2 separate regions of the Anser cygnoides genome follow, and region 2 is linked to region 1. The links are chromatin contacts, called in public Hi-C maps. All regions are on one chromosome and are shown on one strand. Each heading gives the region's core, a stretch centred on a gene start, on an enhancer-like site or on the middle of the called end of the contact. The rest is flanking DNA. Distances are from core to core; before and after follow the strand shown. Region 1 overlaps LOC136789998 (a long non-coding RNA gene). Region 2 has its middle 19 kb from the start of CSRNP1.

Region 1 (7,353 bases), core at 4,735-7,234:
TGTCCCACCTGGTCTGAGTCTTTGGCTCTCACCTTGGGATGTTCTTTCTTCAGCATTCTGCTTTCACAGTCCAGGATGCTCTGGTACCTGTAGGGAAGGCAGGAGAAGGCACCTGAATCCCTTTTAGCCTGGTTGTGTTTTTCCATTGTATTGACAGGCTTCCCCTGCCCTCAGGAAAATATCAAACCAGACTTCAAAGGTAAGTTTAAAGGGTGAGAGATGTGAAAAATCCTGTAAAGAGGTCAGGCTTTAGGACCAACTGGTTAGTTCAGTGCAGTGCCAGTAGATCTGGTGTAAGCCCTCTCCTCCCATGATCCATGCAGATGTGTCCTGAGCACCCGGTCTCCCCACTGGAGGTGGATCTGCTGGGGGATGATACAGATTAAAAGTGGCGTGTTATTGCACTTTGCTAATAATAAGTGGCTTGCTGAAGTCGAGCTTTCCAGAAAATCAAATTCTTTTTTATTTATTTAGCTTTAACCTAACTTAAAAGGGTTTATCAAGCCACTAGCTGCCCTAACATAACACCAGTGGTGAATGAGACCTCTGCAGAAGAAACCACCTTCCTTCTCGTCCCCACTGTGGTGAGTGCACTATCAGCTTTCTCCAAGACCCTGCCAGATAGCTGACTTTTTACACTGAAGATTGACCAGCTTTGGTATATTTGGAACTAAACTGTCTCAAGGGGAAGTTCAAGAGACTATCTTGACAGCTGCTCTGTCACTCATGTTGAGGGAGATGCGCTGAGGGGTACCATTGCTAATCTTATTTGTCTCACTCTTGGCAGAGTTGTGATCTGATCTCAGTTATGGGTTGTAACCAAAAGAGAAATTATCCCTTAAAGGGCTGGGGTTGAAACATGACTCTCCTTGGAGCATTTTCATTAGAAACACTCGAGAGAAAATAGGAGGGGATGAGATGCCCATACCCCTCTTGTCTCCTAACCAGCTCATCCTTCCAGCCTTTGCTGGTTTCCCTCATGGCACCTATAGAGACTATGCAGATTAAATGGCTTAATTGTCCACCTAGGAATGTTACAGTCATTGGGGTATAGGGCAAATTCTTCCATGTTATTGTCTTTGGGCAAGTTTGTTGTGTGGATCTGGGGTTAGATCAGAACTTGGCTTCCTAGACTAAATAATGCATCAATAATGTAAAATAGATAAGAGCACTTGTGGCAGAAAACTACTTGCCTCTAGCTTGAGATGTAAAATACTGGGATGCTGTACCTGGGAAAGACTTTATCTGAGTGACAACTATTTGTTATGGATATGGAGGAAGGAGACTCCACCCTGGAGAGCTCCAGAGGTCTACGGTCATCTGCAACTGTAGAATAGCCACCCACCTGGCAACCAGTTCGGAGACAGACACAGATTTTCTCAGAGGAACTGCTCCGTGCTCTGGGATGCTTCTTGGAGAATGGCACAGAAAAGGAAGGGACTGAGCTGGCCGCAGCTTCTCAGCTTTTTCCATGTCCTCTGTCTGCAGGTGTTGGAAGAAGAGGGTAAAGGTTATGGTGCTGGATGTGAAGATCCACGGAAAGACAACCCCTGGTGCATCCTTCTCCACTCATGGGATCAGGAAAGCAGTAGAAGGCCATGGAACAAACTCCATCTTCACTGACACATCAGCAAACCTCAGCACATAAATTCACTTTCAAAAAAATAAAATAGGGTTAAGAAGACGCATTTTAAGTCAAATTACTCCTAATGCAGGGAATGGGTCTTTTCCACCTCTGCCCATCAATTTTCTTATTCTCCTTGGTCACCCAGTCCAGCTTTGTGACAGAGAAGGGGAAAGAACCAGAAAAAGGTTCAGCTTTAAATCATTTAAAGTAATTTGATGGAAATTATGTGTATGCATCATAAATGGATATATATATATATATTTAATGTCTCCAGTGTTGTGTAGACATGAATCAGCTCTGAATTAAGCAGTAACTGGAGGATTAAGCACCTCTTGCCCTCTTCTGCCAAAAATGTTCTTGTATTCCAGGCTTCAGAAAGGCACAGCAGAAGTCTCAGGCAGTGGATTTGTGATGACTGATCTGACACGTGGAAGTACATTAGGTCATCTGGGGCTCATTTTCTGAATTTAGATAGAGCTCAAGGGACCTACAAGTTATACGTAATTGCTCTTTAATTACTGACACAGACATCCAAACTATGGGATTATGAGATACTTGTACTGAGATTTTGAAAATACTTGTTTTAAAAGCTGTGTTGCTTGTATAGTATGTTTCATAAATGATTTCTATTGCACTTGCAGATATGGTCACTTTTTTTCTGGGGGGTTGGGGTGACATTCAGCAGCTTATGAATCACTGCCTCCCCTCTTTAACATATCTGAAATCAAGACCAGAGAGAGGGAGGCATATTTCTCTGTATTTGCTTTAGAAAATCCATTTTTTTCCCTCCTTTTATTTATTTATTTTTTCCCCAGGTCATTTCACACAATGTTAGAGAAGAGACAGCTTTATTAGATCACAGACACCCACCTCCCACAGTCCAGGAATCATTCCCCATTCTTGCGGTTCTGTCTAATGTTAAACAACTCCACGTGAAGAGCCCCTGGGGGATTTACTTCATGGCAGAATAAACCCATTAGAAGGGAAGTGTTCCCTGATTTTTCATTTATGCCCCCCTTTTCTTTAATACAGTAGGCACAGTAAATGGAAGTACTCTTCTCAGCCCACCCTGAACTGTTCCCACAACCAGCACAGCACCCCCCAGTCACCAAGGGTTTACTGATATTAATTCATTCCATCTCCTCTGATCTGGGAGGGTTTTTTTGTGTAAAATCACTTACATGCTAGAGTGCTTTCCTCCACCTGAGATCTGCCATTTGATAGTCTCCTTGGGGCTCTTCAGTACCACGCTTCTGACTCCTTCTTCATCCCCTCCTTTACAAGACAGGAGGCAAAGTCCCTCAGCAAAGCTGCAATTAAATATTAAAAGCTGATGTGTGATTGGAGCTGGTGTGAATTGGAGAGCTGGCACTGAAGAGCGGAGGAGATGAAGCCTCCTCCTTGCTCCTGTCTGCCTGTTGCCAATTATTAAGGTCTCATCCTTCCCTATAAAACCACCAAGTAAATTCAGAGCCCAGCTGGGGCATGAATAGCCATCTAGACCCACAGCTAGGTTCTGATTTGGGTGTAAATCTGCTGGAATCCTTGTCTAAGGTGGAGCATAAATGAGCTCCTCAGCATGGGGATTTTTAAATGGATGTTTCTGGCAAAGGCCATACATTCATCCTCCAAACTAGGGAGGTTTTTCAGTGCATCTTGTGGTCCCAAATGCCTGTGACTTTGCTGGGGAAGTTTTCCCTGAGCCGTAAGAGAGGGCATCTCTCCAGACTGTTAACAGCTCTAGGGCATGCACTGCTCCTCCTGGCAAAAATGAGGTGGTCAGGACTTCAGGGAGAGAGGGTCCGGATGCAATGAATTGAAATATTTCACTATTAGGGGCAGGGAAGGGCAGTACTGTTTGTGGGGATCCAATTTACGCACCGTCTAAGTCTGATCAAAGTCAGAGTTTAGCAAAGGTAACCCCTCAAAAAGCATCGTGCCCACTAACAGGACTGCTCTGGCACCTGACAATACATGGTTTTCCATGAAGTTCTTTCTGGGCGTTTATCCTGCGCATGCTGGAAGGTTGACCAAGCAACAAAGGCAGTGCGTGAATAAGAGCAGATAATAGTGTGTTGGTTTATAATGAACGAGAGGGGCTGCATTTAACATCAAAAGCTGGAAAATCATTTACCCAGAAAAGCCTAAGCTAAGCAAGAAACCTTTGATACCAGGGGTGAGTTAGGGCAACACAGACAGCTAGATATACGGACCGACCACCTCTGTCATTAATTTATGAATAATAACTTGTACTTTTCTGTGTGCTCTGATTCAAATCTTACTGGAACAAGTAGAAAACTCTTTATTGAGCTCTTATTCCAGCACTTAAAATCAACTGAGAAACATTAACACTTTTATTCTCTACCTTGCACGTATGGTGAGTCTGATTTCATGCGGTAGGTGCTTATGATCTCAGATGCATTTGTTGCAGCAGCACCTAAGGACCAGCCTAGAGCACACCCCCAGCTCTGTACAAATTCAGATGTGTACCAGGCTCGAAACCTTCACCCTCCTCCTGCACTCCCTGGGTCTTCCTGACCTGCTTATTTTCCACTGAACAAGATTCAGTTCTTGGAGGACTGTGCAGGATGCCCTGAACCCTGATGGGAAAATACCAGTGACTTTATAAGCTGCTGGGCTTTCAAGGGACAAATCTGATGGATGTTGGATGGGTTTTTAGTTGCATGGGCAAAGCAAGGCTTTGAAGCTGTGATGCTTCCTTGTTAGGTATTTAATTAGGGAAGAAGGAGTGGACTGACAGCATGAAACAATGAACATTGCTGTCCATCCAATAGTGAGTAATGGAGGCTGCTAAAAGACCCGTGAATTATTTCAGGGACTACCACTATCCAGTTCCTCTCTCCATAAAAAGGCTGCACAAAATAATTCTCTGCATAGCTCCCAGGCACACTCGCTAGATAAAGTGTATTTTGAAACTGTTTTTGCCAGGATTACGGTGCCTTAGGCTGGTTCTTCAGCTACTGTCTCTGCTGGGGGCCTGGCTCAGCGCGGTGATTTTAGTCTTTGGTGTTAGCTGTGCGCTGGGTTTGCTCTCTTGGCAGGCATCTGTGGGAAGATGGGAACGAATTGTTCACACCGAGTAGTTTCTGCGAGAGGTGGGTCCCATGTCCTCTGAAAGCAGGATGGGTGGGCTTGGAAGAAAACAAGTCGTGACTCTTGTATCCCTTTTGGAAATGCAGTAGCTGGTGCTGAAAGAAGAGGGAGAGAAACGTCTGCCCGGTTAGAACTACTCTGCTGAAAAAGCTCTGGAATTGGGTTGACTTGCTTTCAGGTCCCAAATCACAACAGTGGGGTGACTGGTTAGAGGATGAAGGGCACCAGTTCCATTGGGTACCAGTTCCCCAAACACCTTTTCCTTCCACAACCAAGGAAGGAAAATAAAAAGGAGGCTCATTACTGTTGAAAACTCTTGGGGTTTGCAATCTTCCTTCATGCAAGCACCTGGAAGATGTCTTTGTAGAGACTGGGAGCTTTGGCAGGACGTCATTTTTGAGCTTCAGCAGTTTATAGACAACCTCCAGAGGTTAATAGACAACCTCCCTTCCAACCCAAACTGTTCTGTGATTCTGTGGTCACCCAGGTGGGGGAGATGGTAAGGGAGGTGCTGCAAGACCCGTTCTTGGCGTGTTCCCCCGTGCTTTTGGCTTTGCTTGCCATGGTCAACCACTCTGTGGGAACTCTGAGGGTGCTTGATGTGGCCGGATGGGGCAGAGCAGGACGTGCAGGATGGAAGTGTGGTCGGTGTAGCATCCCTGCCAAGGCACCGAGCTCTCCAGCACGGGCACAGCAGGGTAGGCAGCAGGCGGGCAGCCACGAGAGGCAGGCAGAGGGAGCACAGGCAGGGGACAGAGACAGATAGTAGGGAACTTTGATCAGGGACCTATTAATGGTTAACGCAGACAATTATTTCTAGCTGTGTCAAATGGACTGACCTAAGCCCACATGAGATTTGTGCTGACCAGACAGGGAACACAGTTTATATAACCACCTTTTTTTTTTTCTTTTTTTTTAAAAAAAACTTTTTTTTTTTTTTCTTTGCAGTTGTATAATGTTGTTTTGATAGCTGTATTCCCACAATAAAATGTCTGTGCTCTTCTTTCTTTCCCCCCATGTGCCCAGCCCTTTCTGGCTGCTCTGGGTGGCATTGCTGCATGCGCATTTGTGCCCTGTGTGTCAGACACCCATGTGTGGGGATGGTGCAGGGTGCGAGCGAGCATGAGAAGGAATAAATCAATGTGGGTTAGGGATAGCAATCTGCTATTAGTTATAAACAGACTGATGCATAAAAGGTTTTCTGGAAAATGCTGGTTGCAATGTGCGTCTTCTCCAGATTTGATCCCCTGTCAGGGAACTCACAACCGGCTACAAGCAGCGGAGGAAAGAGCCACATTTTGCACTCTCCCCAGCTTGTTCATCCCATTTTGGGGGGCCAAGGACAGCTGTGTGCCCCATGTGGCGGCAGGGCTGTGTGTGTGGCAGCGCAGCGAGGGGTGTAATCCTGTAGCTGAAGGCACCATGCAGGGAGCCGGTGCTGGCAGAGCTGATTTCTTTCTTTTCGTCTGCTGGGCAGGGCTCTGCACCAGCAGTTTGTTGAGGATGGGTGCACTGGAGGAGGAAAAATCCCTTGCGAAGTCTCTCACATTGCCTTCCCTCTACTCTCCGTCTGTTTCTTATGGAGAAGTATCTGGATCATCGCAGTCATTTCCATAATTATTGGTTTCATGTTAAGTAACCAAAAAATTATCTATCAAACGCACATGTGGAACTAATGGGGCTTATTTGAAAAGACCTGTCTTTGCGTTTGCAGCTGGCACATCGCTCGGTCCATTTTAATGAGCTTCCACAGCACTGACATGTGCTGGGCTGGGAGCTCACATGTGCGATCCTGTGCCTCCTGGGAGCATAGTGCACAGGAAAACGGGTGCAAAACTGGCTGGGTGAGGCTGCACAGTCCCTTTGAATGCTCCCTGCTAAATACTGCCATGTCGTTTTTCCTATTTACTCATTTTGGGTATCAAGGTGGAAAGCCTGGGAGACTGGCTTTTCTCGGGAGACCTCTGTTAACGGCTGGATTTTGTGTGGGTTGGAAATACCGTGGAAAGAAATTTAGTAATTTCCACTTCAAAAGGTTGGCTGGCCTCCAGCTTTCTTAAGGAAAGAAAAATAATCCCAAAGTAGAAGTTCTTCAGACTCCACAGTCTCAGGTTCAGGTGGAGGTTGGGTTGCAGAGAAGTGACATGGGCAAAGTTGTAGGGCCCAGGGGAGGAGAAACATCTGAGGGCATCTCCAGCTTTTGCTTGGTCTTGGACCTTGCCAGGAACACAGTGGCCCTCATTCTGATATTTTAGGGTCTGATTCTGAGAATAGCACCAGCACAGCCTATAGGACCTGAGGTCTGTGGGTGGAAAACTCCCTGACCTTCTACCACCAAGGTTTATTGGATTGTGCAATGCCATTTAGACACCGGGTCGGGGAACGAGGACTCAGGTCCCACGACACTTTTAAGATGCCAAAGAAATGTTTTCATCATGTGGGACATCTAAAACAAGCTTTCAAGCCAAGACTGTCCTTGCAGCCAGCCCTTCCCAGAAATGGCCTTTGCTTTAACAAACTGGTGTTTTCTGCTCATGTTTCCTTACCTGCCCCCAGGCTCTGTCCCGTACCAGACACCCTCTGGTATTTCTGCAGCAGGGACCTTACAAACG
Region 2 (6,952 bases), core at 2,411-4,910, 270 kb after region 1:
CAGCCCACCTGCTTTTTTACCCCCACGGGAGCTTCCCGTGGTGCGAGCCTCCCTCCTCGGCAGGGCTGGGTGGAGGCCAGCCGGCTTCGGGCTCAGCGTGGGACACACGTGCCCAGACCGGTGACACACGGGCTGTGACCCATGCCCAGACCCAGTGACACGCGGGCTATGATCCATGCCCAGACCCGGTGACACATGGGCTGTGATCCATGCCCTGCGTGGCAGCAGGCGGTGGTGCTCCTTTAATGAACCCAATAAATCCCATCCAGCCCGGGCTGCGTGCTCCCCACCTTCCTCACCCTCTTTATTGCCTCTTTATTGACTTTTTTTTTTTTTTTTCCCCCTCTGTATAGCCACCATCGCTTGTAACACCCGGAGGCACGGAATTACTCATCGCCTGCTTTCATTTTTTTTCTTGAGTTGCACCGGTGCCTACGAGAAGAGCTAAAGGTTGCGTGCGGCCAGCAGACAGAAAGCGCTTCTCCCCGGGTCGTGGAGCAGCCTATGGAAAGAGCCTGACTCATTTCTCGCCCAGAGCTGGCACGGGGCAGGAAGGAGACACTCTGGAGCTGTTCTTAGCGGGAAGGGCTATAAAATTGTCAAAGGGAATGGACTTTATCTCCCGCAGGGAAAAACCACGCCGGGAGCTGCAGGGCAGGGCGGGTGCAGGGGTGTTGGCTCTGCCGCAGCAGGGGCATTTCCACAGGGCCGGCTCCTGCATGCCAATGCCTTGTGCCTGCTCTGAAGGTCCAAAAAATAAAAATAAACAATAAAATGCCTCTTCTCCTTGCTCCTCTGTCATGGAAAGAAAAGACTAGTTTCTACCAACCACCATGGCACCAGGGGTAGGGTTGTCCCAGGTCTGCAGCAAAGGCAACAAAAAGCACCCTTGGTGGTGCCTTCGGGTCCCCACTGGCTTCAGGACCTCTGTCCCTGCATCAGGCCCGTCCTCCACAGGAGCAAGTGTTTTTTTTTCCATGGAGTTGAGAAGAAGTTTGCAGGCGCTGAGGTTTTCACTCAGACGTGGAGATTGCCTTGGCCTGCCTATAAAAAAGGCACGGCAGAACTGGCAATTATTGGCACGTTCCCATGGACTGTTTGAGATTAATCTGTCAACATCACAGGATGAGAAAAAATATGTACGTCCTGTAGTAATCCCTTATTTTTTGGGGTACTGACATTCAGCATCACAGAACTCCTCATCTCTCCATAAGGATCCCACAAGCGTCCTCTCCACCAAATTTACCAAAACTACATAGGAGCACAAAACCTGTTTTGATTTCTGATCCTTCTCATCCTGGCCCTTCTGTGGCCAGCCGTCTGTGGAGGGGCTGCAAGTCCTCAGCATCTCAGGAAATGGGTGATGTTAAATGTAGAGAAGAAATGTAAGTAGGTATAAGGTTTCAGAGTTTTCTCTCTAGTGTTTTCTCCCTAGAAAGCAGTGAAAATTCGTCTCTTGTCAGAGGGCTGGCTGGAGTAGAGAATTCAGATAAGCCGTTAATAGAGAGAACTCTTTTCCTCCTTCACAGCTACAACTATTAGGAGTTTTTTTATACTGCTGGATCCACGCATTTCCATCAGTTTGCTTCAGACCACTGAGACTGCTGTGGAGCGAACAGCAGCATTGCCATCTACTGGGCAGCAGCTCGAGCTCCAGCTTGGAGAAGCACTTCTCCTCCACGGATAGACAAAGGATGCAGTGAATTTCACTGGATTTTTGTATTAAAAAATTAAAGTAAGGCTTAAATGATCTGCCTGGGTCTGGAGGATGGGTGAGGATGCCCTCACTTGGTGCGTGTGTCCACAGCTGGAGGAGAGTTAAGTTACTCTTTGGAGTAAATAGAGATGAGAACTTTGTGGTCTTTAAGGGCTTTTTCCATTCAAAGCATAGAATCACAGAATTATTTGGATGAGACGTCCGTAACCTGAACATCTCCATCTGGTTGTGGCATGGCAGGGCTCCATTGCTGAGTGTATCTCCGTGTGTCCTGCAGGCTCTCTCCAGCCGTGTTGTTTGGGGCCATCTGAGGTGCTCAGGGCTATGGAGACATCCCCATGGGGCTGGTGGAGATGACTCGGGGCCTCAGGAAAGCCGTGCGCCTTTGAAGCAGCAGCAGGACGGGGAGGAATGTCCTCAGACATCCCTGGTGGCACTGACCCTCATGTTCGATCCCTTCAGTGAGCCCAGAGCTGTGTTTCACAGCATTTACAGCACTACCAAACAGCTCCGGGTGTCGTAGCCAGTCTTGTACCTCTCCAGAGCACCCTGCACGTGGTGGGACCACTCCAGAAGTAGCCACGGGTATCTGCTTTCTCTGCTCCACCTCAGGACGTGGGGTGCACCAATTTCCCAAAATCTAGTGGGTTTTAGCTGCGTCCTCACCACCCAGCTTTGACGACAAGGCTGGGAACATTATATATGAGCCTTATATTGCTGTGCCCAGCGGCGTTTGCCCTGTACTCTCGGATATTACCTCGCTGTCAAGCTCGGTACCTTCACGCAATAAAACCCACGGGGTTTTCCACGTGCTCCCAAGGTCGGATTTACAGCTTTGCTCAGGGTGCTCAGGACCAAGCCACTCCCACAAGGCTCTTGGAGACCGAGAGGGCAGGAGGGAAGCACGGTGTGCGTGCCGCCGGGCCGCCGCCACCCTCATACCCTGCGTCATAAATCAGGGCTGAGCAGCACAAGCTGTTCCCGTCACAGGAACCCGGAAAGAAAGGCTCTTCTTGGCACCGGGGCCGGGATAACGATCCTGAGCAGTCTCCAACACGTGGTTCTCCTGCTCCTGTGGCTGCGGCGTGATGTTTATCCTCCGGGCTGCTGCATGAGAAGGCATTAGAGGAACAAAGTTCAGAGCGGGCTGACAGCAGGTTTCCAACACCCGCAGCTGCTCCTTGGAGAGCAGGGACAGTTTGTGCAGCTGCAGGAAAAAGCAGGGAGAGCCCTTGTCTGCTGTCATATCGGGATATGAATGTTTGGGGTTGTGTCTATTAGCCACTTAAGCACCGCCGAGGAATAGCACCGAGCACGGAAAGCTGCTCATACATGTGGCTGAATTGTTAATGTGGTGCTGGAGTGCTTTCAGCCCAAGGAGCAGAACCGTCCTTGAGTCTGCTGGATGGAGGGTGATGAGAATTTGGGGCCCCCTGTGACATCCCTAAATCCATCCATGGACTGAGCATGCAGGGATAGACCTGACCCCAGGCATCAGGCACCCCAAAGCCAGCAGGGACTGCACGCCTCCACCTCCCAGCATCCAGGTGGGTTTTGGAAGCAGTGTGAGGGGCTCCAGTGAAAAAAAATAATACCCCAAGACCTCCGATCAGATACGGTCAGGGCGAGATCTCAGCCACCGTCTGGCTGCTGTCACTTGGCTCCTAGGTGAAATTCAAGAGCTGTCAGCCCATCTCTGAGCAAGTCTAATGGATTTAGGCTCCTTCAGGGAGAAGCTGAACTTGCCATCGTGGCAGAAATCACACGTGCTGTCTTAAAAGGAGCAAGAACCATTCAGTAATATTAAAGGGCAGGCAAGCTTCTTAGTTTGTTTGGCTTTTTTTTTTTTTTTTTCCGTGTCAGAGAGGAGAACTGCCAAACTACTGAGCACAGAGGAGGCATTGCCAAGGGCAGCCCGATAAAGCAGAGAGCTGTGGACGCAGCTGGGGCTCCAGCCCTTCTGCAAGCCTTGAAGAAACACTGCTGGTTTCGTTGTAGTTTGTGCTCGCCAAGGGGTTTAAGCAGGGCTTATCTGGTTGCCAATCAGACCTCTATGCAAGAGCAGCTAAAGCCAGCTCCCGGGTGTTTATCGGCGTGGCTGCGAGCAAACACAAAGGACAGAGTGCAAGGCTGTATCCATGCCATTTTATCACGCGCAGCCCACAAAACTTCTCTAGGAGCCGCTGAGAAGTGCGGCAAGGGTTCCTCCGGTTTGCCAATGCCCTCTAGTGGCTTTTGGCGAGCAGAAACAGCGCTCCCAAAGAGCTGGGATTTTGCAAAAATACCGCTTTGTCCCTTAGGAGAGGCAGGGCACGAGTGGGTTGAAACGGAAAAAGAGCGAAACCCAAATCCTGCATTCCCAAATGCTCGTCCTCATGCCCGAGGGAGAGGATGGTTGAGGGATGCCCCTAAAAGATGGTTTTGTAGCTCAACAAAAGACAAAAACTGCCTTCTTGTGCTTTCTTCTGCCTCCCTTCACCGACCCCACAGTTTGCCAACAGGAACATAGCTTTTATTTGGAAATCTGGTACGCTCCAGGTGGGCTTGCGCCGACCATCCACTGAGGGGTGAAGTCACACAGAAACAGGGGATCAAAGTCCCTGGGTGAAATCACTGATGTATTATTATGATCTCAGCCAAACCTGGCGAATAACCCAAGAAAGTGTGGAAGGGATGAGAAGAGGGTTGATGAGCAGGGGGATTTTGCTCCAGCTCTTCCCAGGTTAATGCACAAGTTGATCCTTCTCTAATAACCCCCGTTATTCTTCATGGTCTGGAAAACAAGAAAGAGGTGAATTCAGCAGAGAGCCAGAATACCTAGAAAAAATAAATAAATAATAATAACAACCTCAAAGGCAACAACTCTTTCCTTAGAGTTGTTTGCACCAAACGTAGCACCGCATATCCTGCTTTTAGACCTGCCCAGACCTCCCAGTTCGATTCCTAATGGTTTAATAAGTGGAAGGGTCCAGCTCCTCTGCAATGGCTCTCCTTGCCTTTAAGGGAGATGTGCCAGGGTTACTCACTGGTGTATATCCAGTCCGCATAGGCTGACACACGTGTGAAGACTGTCGGTTTCTTACAGGTGTTACAGTAGGGAATTAACCCACCACTGACCACCCGGTGGACTTGCCAGCGCCCGTCTTTGTAACAGCTGAGAGGGCCCCCGGAGTCCCCCTGGATCGAAGGAAGGAGGGGAACATATTCAGCCAAGTTGTTCAAACCACTTAGGAATGACAGGATTAGGATCGGAGCTGTCTTTGCTCCCCGGTCAGCCTGCATGCCATCTACAAGGACGCTGCAAAGCTCAGACCCGCTATTTATCACCTCAAACTGCACAAACACACAGAAATACACAATACACACCTCAGAAAGAGCTGTAACCCTAATTTCTCTGCCCCCAACACCACCATTGCAAATACAGTCATCGGCAGATAGTCCAGGGCACGCTGCATCACGTGCAGTCCTTCCCAGCTACAACGCCTGCACAGCAGCTCTTAAAAAATCAGCGCCCTCTCCAGCTACAAGGACCAGGGTCCTGTCCTAATTTTTACTCTGTCCTGCTTTTAATCTGTCCTGCTTTTAATTATGACAGTTTAGCAGAAAAATACGGTAAATATCTATAGACCTATAGTTATACTATACCTATAATTGTGCTACAAAAGCAGGAGGGACCCTTGGCACTCTTCCTTTGCCTTTACTTACCACTAACCAGCCCCCAGCTGGTAACGTAATGGATAATTATTAAGTAAAATGTCTCTTTCTGCAGGAAGCGATGCCATCTCAACAAAGCCATTGTTGTAGGCAGGAGAAGAGAGGTGCAGCAGGGCAATGTCTTTGCTGCAAGAGGATACGGGTAAAAGAGAGTTTACTGGAAATCCTGAATTAGTCATAGAGTGGGTCCGATGTCCTCGTGTGTGTTTTGTCACTTATACAGGTCTCTAGCCTATGGATGACGGCAAACACACAGCTTGCAAACTTCATGAATTGATCTTGAATTCCCATCTTGCAAGAGATGGCAATTAAGGATGTGAGGAATTAAGAGAGGAGGACATAGTAAAAATTGATCAAGGGCAAAATCTCTCCCCCAAAAAAGGTCCTACTCCTTTGGAGGCACCCAACCTCGGAGTGAATTGCAGTAGATTTTGGGTGGACAGACATCCCTGAATCTGCTGAGGCTTTACCTTTCCCTTGTCTTGGGCAAAAAAAGGCTGAGGTCATCCCAGGAGGCACCCTGCATCATCTCTAAGAGGGAAGATAATTTGGGAAACCTCCACTGCATCACCTCCCAGCCTCACCGAGGGCGGGAGTGAACATACACAGCACTGCTGGCAGGACAGGGTGCTAAGGAACATGCATCCCTTTGACAATATTGCAAATAATTACCCACTGCTGATGCTAGAGGGATCCCAGCCATCATGAATGAAGACCCTGTCCATACCAATGAAGTACTCAGTGCCATCTGCCTCCAAGAGATTGTGCTCACCATCCACAATCTAGGAATTTCTAATTAATCTAATTAATAATTAATAATTAGTTTCTAATTATTCTAATTAATCTAGACCGTCCACAATCTAGGAATTTTAAAGCACCTTCCACGGGAGGATTTTCAATGGGTTGCAGCAAACCAGCCTTATGAATTAGGAAAATGATGCCTGCAATTTGATGGTGAAGAAAGCGAAGGTGGGAAACGCGTGCTTCTTTCCTCCTTTCCATCTCCGTGCAGCTTTCTCAGGATGCAAACCCATTTGAAACACTCCCATTAATGCAAATGTGCCTCCTCTCATGTAAATCAGCAATCAGCTTGATTTCCACTCCCAGGAAGTCAGCAATTACATGCAAAATCAAGGTTAAAGCAATGAGAGCTTCCCGGTTCCCTTGATTAAGTGTGCAGCGAGATGTCCAGCTGTGCGAGGAAGGCACCAGTGGGGAACTCAGAGGATGAGAAGGATCTGGCACCTGTCTGCAGCAAGACTGAGGAACAGGACAAGAGTTTTGATGCTTTTTATCCCACTCACATGCTGAGGCAATGGGCTGCGGTCATCACCCAGGTGCTGCTGCTGAGGGTTCCACCACAGACGTGACTGTAATAATCTGGGGAACCAGCACAGGCGATCTGGCATTGATCTTCAGGCATTGAAGGACAAAATATTTTGCACCCGGGCCATGCAGAAATGGTGGGTGTCGCTTCAAACAGTGGAATGGCTTCGTAAAAGAAACCTGACAAACAGACCC

Evidence for each region. Hi-C and Micro-C count contacts between places; a contact is called where the count stands out from the background.
Region 2: a contact with region 1 is called in a Hi-C map of liver, with 8 times the contacts expected there. The contact joins two enhancer-like sites. A contact is called at or near these places in 5 of 7 Hi-C or Micro-C datasets (fetal liver, granulosa cells and liver).

What each region holds. Positions count from the first base shown.
Region 1 is chr2:5,808,312-5,815,664 of Taihu_goose_T2T_genome, forward strand. LOC136789998 (a long non-coding RNA gene) reads left to right here. Exons shown (of 4, transcript XR_010829040.1): 4 at 1,489-3,160. Among named protein-coding and RNA genes, the nearest start is that of XIRP1, 5.0 kb to the left of the region's middle. Within about 2 kb of position 5,985, at least 2 of the 3 cell types and tissues checked have open chromatin away from gene starts, as enhancers often do. A contact at or near this core is called in liver, where this site is marked.
Region 2 is chr2:6,081,756-6,088,707 of Taihu_goose_T2T_genome, forward strand. No RefSeq gene overlaps it. Among named protein-coding and RNA genes, the nearest start is that of CSRNP1, 19 kb to the left of the region's middle. Within about 2 kb of position 3,661, at least 2 of the 3 cell types and tissues checked have open chromatin away from gene starts, as enhancers often do. A contact at or near this core is called in liver, where this site is marked.